Regions from separate parts of the Gasterosteus aculeatus genome. Here region 2 is linked to region 1. The links are chromatin contacts, called in public Hi-C maps. All regions are on one chromosome and are shown on one strand. The core of a region is the stretch at or near the end of the contact, and the rest is flanking DNA. Distances in the headings are between cores, read along the strand shown. Region 1 holds the start of galnt5 (polypeptide N-acetylgalactosaminyltransferase 5). Region 2 has its middle 7.6 kb from the start of LOC144388780.

What was found. Hi-C and Micro-C count contacts between places; a contact is called where the count stands out from the background.
Region 2: a Hi-C map of skeletal muscle shows a contact between it and region 1, with 4 times the contacts expected there. The contact joins the enhancer-like site here to the promoter of galnt5 in region 1. A contact is called at or near these places in 3 of 6 Hi-C or Micro-C datasets (skeletal muscle and whole body).

What each region holds. Positions count from the first base shown.
Region 1 is chr16:11,800,719-11,804,856 of fGasAcu3.hap1.1, forward strand. galnt5 (polypeptide N-acetylgalactosaminyltransferase 5) reads right to left here and starts at 2,173. Exons shown (of 10, transcript XM_040201561.2): 1 at 502-2,173; 2 at 249-415. The coding sequence starts at 1,424.
Region 2 is chr16:11,937,613-11,941,750 of fGasAcu3.hap1.1, forward strand. No RefSeq gene overlaps it. Among protein-coding and RNA genes, the nearest start is that of LOC144388780, 7.6 kb to the right of the region's middle. Within about 2 kb of position 1,914, at least 2 of the 9 cell types and tissues checked have open chromatin away from gene starts, as enhancers often do.

The DNA.
Region 1 (4,138 bases), core at 923-3,422:
GCTTTTCCCCAGTTCTCCAACGTGGCACGTTTGTTGACTGACATCAAAGCTCACACAGGTGTGCCTTCTCAAAGTAAGAAACTGGGGTATTTATGTGACAAATAACTTATTTTCGATAAACATCTAACAATCTAGCTGACTAGGGTTAAAATAAGTAGATCTGTGTAAGAACTAAAGCAATAAAGCTAGAACAGAGCCAGCCCCCGATGATAAACGCCTGGTGTTGTCTGATGTGTTGTGTCCTTTACCTTTGGTGCTGAAGTCGTCCACCAGAATGATCTCCGTGAGGAGGTGCGCCGGAGACCTGTTGAGCACGCTGTGCACGGAGCGCAGGAGCGTCGACCACACCTCGTCCACGAAGCAGAAGATCACGCTGGTGGACGGCAAGTCGTCGTGGACCAGTTTCTGTGCACACCTGGAATTAAAAACAACAACAAAGAGTAAAAATCCGTCAAAAAGCGCATTTTGAGAGGGTCAAAAGGGTGCAGAGGGGAGACGCACGTCTCGGGCCTGGTGTCCGGGACGGCGCGGTCCACCGGGATCCTGTCGCTCAGGAACACATTGAAGTGCCCCTCGTCCCATCTCTTCTTCACCTCGGCCTTTTCGTTGTTGGCGACGAGGGCCGGCTGGCCGAACTGGCCCGCCGCGCGGGCGTCCCTGGGAGCGATGGTCAGATCCAGGGAGAGCACCTTGTGGACACCTGGTTGTCCTGCTCGGGACTCAATCGCGGGTCTTGGGGTCTCCCGATGGTCGATCCCCTCAACGGGTTTCTCTAAAGTTTTATTGTGGGCATCCTCTCGTCTCCTTTTTTCTCTCGGGCTCGCGTCTGCTCCGGCCTCGACCTTGGGGTCATTCGGGCCTCTTTTGTCGCTCTTTGGATCACTCGTGTGCAGAACTACTGGTGCATCCTTGACATCAACGGGCCGCGCCACAGGCAACGTCCCTTTAACCGGGCCGCTCTTCTGTGGTTCCATCGCCTTCACGTCCAAATCCACCGCTTCCTTCTTGGGGGGGACGTCCCGCTTTGGCGTGACATGTCGCAGGACAGCTTCTCCTCCCTGTCGGGGGTCTACGTGGGGAAGACGAAGAGAGTGGGTGTTTTTGTCCTCTTTCTGGCCCCCCTTTCTGTACACGGGAGCCAGCTCGAGGTGCGAAGCGAGCGGCCCCTTAGGGGCGCGCGTGGCGGTGGGGTCCATCCTCTGCACCGGGTGTTTGAACCCGCGCCTCCCCGCCCGCGTCGCGCGGGACTGCTGTCTGACGAGCCGCTGGTCCCTTATCACGCGCTCCTTCAGCAGCTGGCCGGTGACGTCGTTCATCGACAGGCGCAGGGCGGCCATGTCAAACAGGAGCCAAACGACGGAGGCGACGAAGACGAAGACGAGAACCCGTCCACTTCCTCTCAAGTATCTCCTGGCCTTCATCATTTTCGCTCTCTCTCAAAAAAACAACTTTCCAGGTGACAAAATAACAAAGTGTCAAAGTGTCGCAGCGCGGGGTTTAAATGTAAGTTGTAGGCAAAGTTTACTTTTCCTTTGGGGGAGTTGTTAACTGCCTGCGTGGCAGGCTGGAAATGCCTCCCGGAGCTGCAGTCCGTGTCTTCGGGTCAGGAACACGGCAGCGTGTGACACCCACAGCCGAGCCCGACACCAAGGTACGACGGCATGTTATTTCACCGTGTGGCCCCCCTCGCCCGGGTCACCTCCAACAGCCGCGGAACATCAAAAACGGGACCGTTTTTTTTTTTGTATCGTAAAAAAAACAAAAACGTCTTAGCGTTAGCTAGCAGAAACTTAGCTGAAGTTGTCGGTTTCGTCGCTGAATCTTCATGCCACAACTTTGACTTGACCAGGGTTCTTTTTTGTATGGGGACATAGCGACCAACTTCCACTCTGTCACTAAACTCTGATTGGACGGACTGGCAGGAAAGAGTCGTCCCACTGCGCGGAGCTAACAGCAAGCTAGCCAGAGCTAGCTACAAGGGTACAGGAAGTGGGATGTGTGTTGCCTTCAAAATAAAGCGCTCAACAGAAACGGTTGGCAAGGGACACCAAAAAATCCACATAATGAATACATAAATAACACACACATCAGTGCTCCCTTTCCAATACTAATTTGGGGTTGGAAAGCAGCTTTTGAACAATCCAATCCGCAATGTAAATCCAGATGTTGTATTGTTTCATAATTCTATAGGAATTAACATGCACATTAAAGTACAGATTTGATAAGTCAGTCAATAAAGAGGTAGGATTCTCGACCCAGGCCCCAAACCATGTTTTTTTCATCAGAAATCATTCGGCTGACTACATGTGGACCTTGCGTTCACAAAGGTGTGGCCTGCAAACGTGGACCATGAGTCAAAACTGAGTCAATAGCTGTTTCTGAGACAGACCGGCTGAACGGTTTCATTTTAATTTCAAATGTACTAACACCATCAAGAAAATATGGAGAAGTTTCAGTTGACATTTTGTCGAAGACAATAACGTCTTGTGTTCCAGTTGCCCAAATGAGCACGCTAAACTGCTGGAGCGGCCGGTCGTGTGAGCTGCACTGGCATTGTTGAACAAGTCACAAGTTGTGTTTGCATTTCTGATGAAATGCCTCCCCCATATGTCTTTGAAGCATGCGGTTAGACATGACGCATTTCTCACCTCATGTTGAAAATAATAAAAAGTTTAATCTCCCATATGTGTACGGTAGAGCATACGATGTAGAAAGATGAAATAATTTATCTTGATTTTTATTTTTTTTGTCACCCGCTGTTAAAGACCTGGGGTCCGTTTCAAATAGGAGGTTTAACAAACTCTGAGTCAAACCCTGAACTCTGAGTTGATTTACCCTGAGATGGGAAACGTCTCCCAAAACGGACCCCTACAGTGGAAAGCTCAATTATTACAAACAAATCTTTACTATTAAAACTTTATTCTGTAGGTCTCAACCGGAAGGGGATTTCTCAAAGTTTTACAGCTTGATGTTTACCTCCAAAAAGGTATAGCCACGAGTCAATAGAGTCGACGTCATCCAGCAAACTACACAAAGGCTGAATGTCTAGTTTGACTAAAAACTTTGACATATTAATCACGTCAGACCTGCAATAAAGGCGACACGCCTTTCACGTGTGGCATAACTTGATACACTGCTATTACTAATCAGGAGTCTTTGTGTGCTGTTGGCATGGACGTCATACAATAATAAAACGTGTAAGCTTCACAATAGTGATGAGAATGTGAAAGGCATTCTTTAGTCTTTGCTAAACGTTAAGCTGAAGTGAATAATCATTTGGCCCAGGGAGTTAATAATAAGCATTAATAATAGTAATGCTATTTGACATCATGACTTATCAGCTCTCTAATGTATTTAAAAAATATATATATTTTGTAATATTGAGAGTTTATGTGAAATGCCCTATGAAAAATCTGAATTAGGGCTTTTTCCTTTAGTGGCCATAATGAGCGTTAGGTCTACTTGGTTGATACATATAAGGCCCACTGTAAACAGAAGAGACTATTTATTTTGGACTGCAACTAAGGATTATTGTCAATGTTTCTTCTGCTGTTAATTGTCTTGGCTAACTCATTAACCTACTTGTTTAGTCCACAAAATTATAAAAAGCATGTCAACATTTCAATGTGAAATGCCTACATGTACAGTACTACTAAAACAGACAAAAGCAGCAAATCTGAGAACCTGGAAGTTAAAGAACAACAATCGGTTGCTGATTACATTTCTGTTGATCGACCAATCGATTAATCGGCTTATTGTTGTAGCTCTGATTGATTTGCCTCTGAGGTGATGTTACCACCGCTGTATTCAGACACGTCACGCGGTTTGACAGTGATTCAGACCTTCAACGATATGAAACTAAACAAACAACACAAACGACACACGCTGTACGTGTTGTGCTTATTTAAGCTCCCCGAACGAGTTGGCAGCCAAATATGCACGTGAACAAGCACAGCACAGTAGGCAAAGAACATTCTATTCTATTCATTTAGCAATACCTTAAAACGCCGGTGCTTCTCACGCACAACCTGCAGATGTGCGTGAGCACACCTGCACGGCCCCATTTGTAAGACCGGCGTCGCCGCAGCCGTTAGGCGGTGATTAGCGGAGGGGACGACAGGTTTTCCTCTTCATCAGC
Region 2 (4,138 bases), core at 664-3,163, 140 kb after region 1:
GGACTAACTATAGCCACATCAATGACTAACTCTCACAGCAAGGACACTTCCCTTCACTTTGAAAATAAAATAAATTAAACAACAAAGGGGGGAGACTGACATTCACTGCCTTTCAGTTTATTGCACCAAATAACTGCTCGTCGTACGTCCAGCAAAGGATCATTGTCGGGTTCAGCTGCCTATAAGACAAAAACAAAATGAAAAAAAAGCATTTCTTTACCAGCAGGAATGATGATTCTTAAACGGATTGCAGATGAGACAGAAAAAGTTCCTTCATCCACGAGCTTAATGGTCATTTCCAAACAAGAGGAGAGACATCTTTGTACTTCTTCGGGCATTATATACACAATCAATAATGGAAAAAAATATACACTGCGAAAGGCCTTAGTCTCACTGCCTACAAGCGGCATTGATAAATGATTTTGTGCCAGTTATGACAGCAAGGTGCATGCAGTGAAGAGAGCGGAAGGCCTTTTTAATAGTGCAAGGAGAGAATTAAATCAAACCCAGGAGGGCCTCCGCTGGAAAGGAAAGATGCTGCATCGCTGTGCTCTAAATCACAGCTCTACTTAAGATCAGCGCTCTCTTTCCCCATTTTTCTACATTATCAGAGGAAACCTGTCACTGCTGTCTATGGGAAAGTTTACAAATCATGATGTATCAAAGAGAGGTAAACCTGAATACCTGTTTAAGAAAATAAGCATTCCATTGCATTATTATTTACAGGCCAAAAAGTTTTGGGGCGGTTTTCTTTAGGTCAAGAAGGTGCTTAAAGCATTATCAAATTAGCAGTAAGCAACTACTTACTATAAGGATATAGTTGAGAAATGTTTAACTGAGCATATGAGGACTCCCCCCTTTGGTTGTGTGGTTATCCGTGCTTCTGAAGCAGTGGCCCGTTGTCGCTGGCTCCATCAAAAGTTGTTGTTGCACCGATTCTCCGGTTCCCTGTCTCTTAAAAAACAATTTGCTCCGTCAGAACCTGCACCGTAGTCCGCCCGGCTGTTGCTGTTATTGCGGGTAGCAGCATTAGGTATGAGTCGCTGAGAGCTGTCATATGTAATATCAGGTTTTGCACCTTTAAATGTTTAGTGAATACAAGAACGTAGAAAGAAAGCTGGTAATATACAATGTAACCTGTAATTCAATTGAAGATCACAGCTCCTTATTCCCAGGATGAGGAAAATACAAATGGGGGCTTAAGAAGGAGTGAAAAGTAGGTCAAAAATTAATCAAACTAATTACCTGTGGAAGAGAAGAATCCAAGTAGCTTTTAACTATTTTAGGAGATTTTTAACCTCTATTTTCATTTCAAAGGGATGGAGATTCTCAAAGGAGCAAATGTTCAAGTCTTCTAATTTACAACAGCATCACAATGACCCTCTGAACCCTGTTCCTGGAGACCTGTGTTTTTTATTTGCAGTAGTTGTTTTTAGATATATTTCATAAACGTTAAAAGCTTAGTGCCTATTCAGGTTCATGAATCAATCCATTTGCCTCCGTCTGTCATCAGTGTCATTTCTTGAAAAGAAGTCCTGTGTAGAGAAAGCATGTACAAGAAAGCAGACCTCCTTCCCTTTTAGGGCTTGTGCTCGGTGGCTTTTCTTCTGCAGCAGCAACTGGCCTCGTTGGCCAGTGGGAAGGATTTTTTCTCCCCAGCTGGTGCAGCTTTTCCTGTTTGTATTGCACAAAGTGGCTTAAAACTGGGTTGTGGTTTGGGTTCTTAATGCATAAAGTCACAGGTTTAAACATAATAATGTTGTATTTACTGTACTGAATAATGACGTCTATGACGTCTACGTCTGATGTCCATCTACATCTATCTATCTCTCTCTATTTATTTATATGAGATATATATATATACATACATATATATAGACTTTTCTGCATGATGCATTTTTCTTCCTCTAAAGTGTGATGTTTGGGTTGCTCTAAAATATTAGCGGTAAAAAAATATAACACAGAAATGAAGATATTGAAAAGTATACACCTTTCGTGTACATTGAATATTAACGTTGTGCATGCAAAAATGAAGGTGCAGGTAAGGGCTTCATGATGTATTAGTCTGTCCTCATTTCAGTTTCAACGCTTTACACACAGAAAATGATCTGTAGTAGGAAATTGAAATTAATCTATTCTAAAATCAAGATCATTGCAAATTGTTTTCTCACAGGGAAAAAGATACGTGACCCCATTAAGAGTCATTTCTCACGCATTAATAGTGATGAGCCTAATTCGAGCTGATTTGGGTTGTTAAGTTTGTGGGCCAAATAAGCCCAACGTATGAAAATGTTGACTGGCCACAGAAAAGTAAGGACACCATGCAGTTAGTAAAATCCCCCATATGGTAATAAACAATTAACTTCTTAATTCATCCCTTTGGAATTAGGGACTTTGTATTTAACACAGTAAACCACCTTTATTTTTGTAAAGGAAATTGTATAATTGTAGCAGTATTCGAAAACGTGTTTAACTCAAATCTTATTTTCTCCACAAGAAAACAAAGTCATGAAAAAACAAGAAAAAACGTTAATGCTCTAAGGGAAGTCCAGGCTGTAAATGTGCACAATATTCCACATTATATACATGTCATTTCAGAGTGCACTCCAAGAGACGCGGTGTCAAATCTGTGTGACAGATTTAGGTGAGCGCTGGTGAAGGGAGCCCTGCGTGGGGAGAGCGGCTTAGGGCTGACTCAAGCAGCCAGTGTACGAGATCTCCAGCAGGCAGAGAAGGAGCCCGTTCTCAGCGCAGAGCCGCGGCCCGTCCGGCCCACCGCCGCCGCTGACAGCCAAGCAACACCCCGACGCCATTGCCATCTCCTGACTGCAGCCTCACATGACTCCTTGTGTCAGCATCACACCCTTGAACTTTACAGAAAGTTTGGGAGGCATTGCAACTGCCTGAGAGATTGACAAAAAAAAAAGGGCCACAGGGCCAAGGCCTTATTTTCAGAAGGCCATTAAATGGCCATTAAATTAAAGAAAATACCTGTGGAAATATCTAACTCTGCTGACTGATTTGGCCTGTGAGGTAAATGGAATACGGAATTTTTTTGTGAGCAACTGTATAAGACATATTCAGTATGTGGAGGTTGCATATATGGCGGTAATGTTTCACTTTATTTCTAGTCTAATGTCTCCCTCTTTTGGGGAAAGAAAGCAAGACAGTAATTCATACATTTAAGTAACATCTGCATCAAGAAAAGATAAAAAATGGAAAATAATAATTGCCCTTAAATCAAACTTTGATTTAAATCTGTTGATTGGTTTTTCTAACCCTCAGATTGTATGATTCTATCGACTGTATGTGTTTGTAATAAGGGTGTATTGAAATATATTTTTGCCACAGAAAATCACTGCAGTGTGAGGGTATTTTAATTCAAGACGTTTTCCGTTAGCTTCATTATAGTTCTTTATACTTTAAAACGATGATGCCTACGAGCACTGGGTGATGTACATTCATTTTCATATCTGAGAGCTTCCTGACATCTAGTGGACGAAAGCTGGAGCTTCTCCGCTGCAGCAAAGGTAAGCTTCACCTCAAGTACAAATTATCAACCAGTCAGTGTGGGCCTTATTTGGCATACATTATTATTTCATTCAGTATTATTATTATTTAGAAATGCATAACCATTTAGCTCCAGATGTTTTCGTGATAGGGGAGGTTATGCCCACCGGACTAGCGACAAAGTTGCTAAAATGTGCAGGTACAGTCCCGCGTAGGCCTATTTGTTTTATCGAATTTTTGTGGTGGCAGGAAGTGACAGCGTCATCATTGCACATTATAATTCTAATAATAATGCAATGTTTTTGTTTGTTGGTAATGGCAACACCGCCCTGTTTCCTACATCTTTGCTATGTTTTTATAAACAGGAACAGGAAAAAATATATGAGTCCATTATATATATTTTTTTCTCATCAGCATAAACATTTAAAAAAATATATATTTTAGTACAATACTCACATTCCTGTATGTTAATCCATGTTTATGTTTAAATCAATTTATTGCTTCATTAATAACGTTTAATCTTCAATTGCAATTGCTGTTAATTTGAGGATTATTTTTCAAATTGCTTGTGTACAAGTTGTTGCTCTAGTAATTAGTAACGATTAATGCAAATGCCATTCATGTGTTC